2 separate regions of the Gossypium hirsutum genome follow, and region 2 is linked to region 1. Evidence: chromatin contacts called from public Hi-C data. All regions are on one chromosome and are shown on one strand. Each heading gives the region's core, a stretch centred on a gene start, on an enhancer-like site or on the middle of the called end of the contact. The rest is flanking DNA. Distances are from core to core; before and after follow the strand shown.

Region 1 (2,700 bases), core at 190-2,689:
AGATTTTCAAATAAAAAAAGGCTTAAGGATGTAAAAAGCTCTCAAACTTTTTTTAAAAAGTAATTAAGCTCTTTTTTTTTTGACTCAATTGAGTATTTAAACTTTCAAAATACATAAAAAATACCCTAAAACTTTTTCAAAAAATTAATCAAGCCATTGCTCTTTTTTAGTACTCAATTGAGTACTTGAGTTGTCAAAATGCATCAAAAAGGCCATCAAAATTTTTCAAAAAAAGCAATTAAGTATATATTTGTTTTTGTACTCAATTGTCAAAATACATAAAAAATACCTTTTGACCGTAAACTTTATTAGTCAATTGTTAAAGTTAACTGCCTTTAATTTTTTTAAGTTAGAACCACCCAGTGTCATAATCACTGTGTTATGACAAAAAAATTATAAAAAATAAAAATCAATAAATGTTATAAAAATTAAACTTTAATAAAAATATAAAAATATTTAAAATTTACTAAAAAATAAATAAGTAAACATCGTAAAAAATTACAAAATTTTATAAAATCATAAAAAAATGCATAAAAATGTTCTTTAACCATTAACTTTGACTATTGACCGTTAAAGTTAACGATCCCCTTTTTTTTTCTAGTTAAAGCCATCGCATGTCGCAACACGGTGGACATGTGTCAAAAAATGATAAAAATAAAAATCAATAAAAGTTATAGAAAAATTACAAAATGCTTCTTTTGGTATGATGATTTTTATAATTCTTTTATGAATTTTATATTTTATACATTTCTTTATCATTTTCTTACAGTTTTATAAAATTTCTATATATTTTTTTCTATATTTCTATATAATTTATAATATTTTTCCTAATTTTTAATAAAAAATAAATATTTCTTATATTTTTATTAAAATTTAATATATTTTATAATTGTTATTTTTTATCATTTTTTTGCCACATGCATGCTATGGCTGTGATATGTGGTGATTTTAATTAAAAAAATAAGGGCAGTTAGCTTTAACGATCAAATAGTCTTTTGGATGCATTTTGGCAATTGAGTGAAAAAAAAGTAGGGACTTAATTGCTTTTTTAAAAATGTTTGAGTGCCTTTTTAATATATTTTGACAGTTCAAGTACCCCAATTGAGTAAAAAAATAAAGGCTTAATTACTTTTTTTTAAAAAAGTATTAGGGTCTTTTTGATATATTTTAAAAATTTAAGAATTGAGTGAAAAAAGGATTTAATTACTTTTTTTGAAAAAAATTGTGAGCTTTTTACACTATTGAGCTTAAAAAAAACATAGGGATTTAATGTCTCAAAATCAAAGTAAGGACTTAAATTTTAAATTCTAGAATTTCAGGGTCCTTTCACATATTTAAACCCTTCAAATATATTTTCCGGTCATGTGAACTATAATTAAAGTACCACGTGTCGAGTAACTGTGTTCCGAATTAAATATAGAGGTCACGTCATTCTACAAGCACTTGCTCCCATAGTTCTTTCTTAAAGAATAAATAAATAAATGCTTCCCCTGACGCTTTCTCCATGCGAACTTAGGAAAGTAAAGCAGCAACATGAACCAAAAAACATTGCTAGACCGATCGGACGCCTCCTGGTTCATTGCGTTTCCGTTTTCCAAACCCGACGGTAGAGATGCAAAGACCAAATCTTCACGCTGGTCCAAGGTCAGTTCAGAATCGTCATCATCTCCGACCAACTATCCCGATTTTTCAGCTCTCCCTTTCGACATATTAACGAAAATCGCGGCGCCGTTTAATTTCCCGAATCTTCTAGCGGCGTCTCTGGTGTGTAGGTCGTGGGGGGACGCGCTTCGGGCTTTGAGGGAAGCCATGGTACTACTGCGTCAGGGGAAGCAGTTCAAGCACGGTCGAGGCGGTGTTGGACGCAATTTGGAGAAAGCTCTCGTCTCTTTTCTGAAAGGCTCTGCGCGTGGCTCCACGCTTGCCATGGTCGATGCGGGGCTTGTTTACTGGGAAAGGGGTCAGAAGGAAGAGGCGATTGCTCTTTATCAAAAAGCTGCTGCCCTTGGTGACGCTGCTGGCCAGTGCAATCTCGGAATTTCATACTTGCACGGTATTTTCTCTTTTTTTTTTTCTTAATCGAAATTCATCAACTTTTTCTCAAATCCTAGCTTATAATTTAATGCCATACAGTTTGAATTCTTTTTAACGATATCCAGCACAACCTCAAAATCATAAGGAAGCTGTAAAATGGTTGCATCAAGCATCAATTGGGGGCCATGTTCGAGCTCAATACCAGCTGGCCCTTTGCCTACATCAAGGTCTTGGGGTGGAACAAAATCTTCAGGAAGCAGTAGGGGTTTCTTTGCTTACCGGTTTTAATTATATTCATAAATCGAGCGTGTTGTATTTGAGAAAACTTGGGATGATAGGATTTATTTTGTTGGTTACTGTTGTTTATCAGGCTAGATGGTATCTAAAGGCTGCTGAAGGTGGATATGTGCGTGCAATGTATAATGCTTCCCTTTGTTATACATTTGGGGAAGGTTTATCACATAGTCGTAGACAAGCGAGGAAGTGGATGAAGAGAGCAGCTGATCGTGGCCATGGCAAAGCTCAATTTGAACATGGACTTGCTCTATTTTCCGTATGGCACTTTCTTTTTTCTGTTTAAAATATAGAGAATAATAGAAACGTGTGTGAGATACTGAGTGTCTTTTAATAGCAAACAGTAGTTCTCTTTGATATTTGATGAAAGGA
Region 2 (2,700 bases), core at 156-2,655, 310 kb before region 1:
GAAGAGGAGCGCAAGTCCGGATCATGCATTTCAAGCCTGTTCAGTTCACTTTTCTCTTTAGCAGCGTTAGTAAGTAGGAAGGGAATGACTCACCTCGTCAAGGAGACAACGTGTGAGTCATTAGGGTCCCGCTCTTGCACTGCATTGTCAGAATGCTTATGGTGTGGATTTGCGCTTGCAATTGAAAATGCTATGCGGAAATTCTTCTTTTAAGTTGGACACAATATAGTAAGTTTACAGCTTGGTTGACAGAAGCATGATGTTAGAACTTAACCATTGGTATCTGCAACGCAGCCACATGGTTTCTTTAACTGCTCCCCTGCGGTCGATGTTCCTCCTAGCACGACCGATCTGGAGGTCAAGGACAACGACATTGCAACAAAGCCTATCCAAAATGTGATAATTGCGAAGCTTTGATTTCATATCTGCAGTCTGCAAAATGTTTAGCAAACTACAAACAATTGAGCCATTGATTGGCCTCACGTTATTAAGTAAGTATGAACATCTGGATTTGTTTGTCCTCATTTTTTAACCGCCCTTGAACATTTGTGATATAATTAACTCGGGTTGAATCCTAATGTAACATTTCACTCTGAATAATTGGATCGATTGTAGTTAATTAACATTTAAAGTGTGTTAAAAAAAATAACTTCAATACAAAAATATTATATATATATGTATTGGTGCTATGGTATACCCGTTGTGCGGGTGAAAGAAATAAAATAACAAGGCAATTCATTTTCATTTTTTAGTCAAGTTGTTTGTAGTAACTAAATTTGGTCTTTTTTGCCACATTTTTATATTCATATTTTTTCATGAATTTTCATCTCTATATCAATTTTTATTTTCATAAAATTTTTCCATTTAACTCATTTTTCAAATTTCTTAGAAATTTCACTAAACAATGTTAGATGTCTTATAAAAATTTTTTGGGCTGTTACAATGTCTATTAGCAAACCTACTCTTGTTCTGTGAAATTCTCACAAGTTAATAGCTTAATTAAAGGTAAAAGTTACAAGGAAATCATTGTAATGTAAGTAGATTGCAAATTTGTCAATTTATTAAAAATGGTTAAATTAGTCCCTTATGTTAGATTAAATATTAAATTGATCATTCTGTAAAAATTTTGTAAAATTCTATTGTTAAAAAGTGATCTTTATACATTAGAATAATGTACACATGACACATTATATGTAACTGTTACCCTTTACTCAAAAAATAAAAATTAGTCTTTATATGTTAGATTAAAGAGCAAACTGATCATTTTTTTAAAAGTTTCATCTATTTTTATTGTTAAAATTGGCCCCTATATGTTAAAATTAGTTATATAAATTTTTAATAGTAGATAATTATAAAATTTTTAACAGAAAAAATAAAAAAATAATAAAATAAACAAAATACAATCTAACTCTTACTATATTTTTAAAATTTTAACATTTTTGTAACATTACCTTATTTTTCTTATTTCAATTTTCCTATTTAAATTGCTAACAGTCTTAGGAAAAAAATCAAGGCATTGGAAGATGAAGCTCTTACAAAAATATGTGAGACTTGAGAAAATAACGTAGTGCCAACATCATCAACCTAGAAACGAATCAGAGGCGCTGTCGCGAAGCTAAAACAACCGTCCTACGACATCCCAAAATCGTGGATTTGACCACTCTAGCACCTCCAAAGAACCTCTCCAAACCACGAGCACTGAAATGATCAAAAGGACTCGAGCAACAAGATAGAAGCTTCCCTCATTCAAGAAAGAGTCGAACCACTTTCCAAGTCCAACCACGCCCTTAACTCCCCTGAAACAGACAATCAAAAGGTGTAAACCAAAGATCCCCCAAAAAATAGGAAACAATTAAAAAATACTGTAAGAAGATTAAGCTAGATATGGGGAGAAAAAACCCTAGTTTAATCAGACAAGAGGCCAAACATTGCCCATGCAAAGAGCCAAAACAGCTTGGGAAACCCTAGAGTCGGCAAGTGTCGAGAGAGGGAGAAATTTTTTTTTATGCTTAGGATGTTAAGATACTGTATAGGTACAGATTATATTCCGCATCCTTATAATGAAAAGTAAATCAAACCTCTTCATTAAACATAGATGCCAAATATGTTTTTCTAAAGAAGAAGAACCTTAATTGCCATTTTTGCCAGTTTCATTTTTTTTTCACATCAGAAAAAATAAAAAAAGGATCATTTTCCTATAATTTTGTACTCCATATGACATGAAAACATAAATCATTTTTCAAATAAAAAATAGCCAATTAATTCATCTCCTCTCTTAAAAAATTGTAATGAAAATAAATTATTAAAAGAAGCCTGAGCTCGGCTCTGCTGCTGACTACACAAAACGAACATGCGAAGAATGAATGAGCGAACAGAACAGTAGACTAGATTGAGATTCTCAAAATCTGACTCTTCACTTCACTCATCCCCGAAAAAGGCACGAATTTTTATGGTAAAAGAGGCAACGTGTTGATGGGTTCGGTGGGGGAAAAGAGAATCGAGGACGACCTTTCCTATCCGATATTGCTTGCAGAACGAGTTCGCTCCGCCGCCGACGAGGCCGAGTCCTTTAAAGCCGACTGCTGGGAGGTTGGGAAGCAAGTGGATCGGCTTTCCCAAATTCTTCGAACCCTTGTCCGCTTCACCACCTCGGTTCAATCCCTCTATGAACGCCCGATTCGCCGGGTAATCGCCGAGGTT

What was found. Hi-C and Micro-C count contacts between places; a contact is called where the count stands out from the background.
Region 2: a contact with region 1 is called in a Hi-C map of leaf, with 4 times the contacts expected there. The contact joins the promoter of LOC107916594 here to the promoter of LOC107916809 in region 1. A contact is called at or near these places in 4 of 34 Hi-C or Micro-C datasets (leaf and petal).

What each region holds. Positions count from the first base shown.
Region 1 is chrA01:100,320,738-100,323,437 of Gossypium_hirsutum_v2.1, reverse strand. LOC107916809 (F-box protein At1g70590) reads left to right here and starts at 1,439. Exons shown (of 4, transcript XM_016846183.2): 1 at 1,439-2,053; 2 at 2,160-2,293; 3 at 2,405-2,587. The coding sequence starts at 1,534.
Region 2 is chrA01:100,628,740-100,631,439 of Gossypium_hirsutum_v2.1, reverse strand. LOC107916594 (ARM REPEAT PROTEIN INTERACTING WITH ABF2) reads left to right here and starts at 1,405. Exons shown (of 2, transcript XR_005921866.1): 1 at 1,405-2,700. It also overlaps the pseudogene LOC107916593.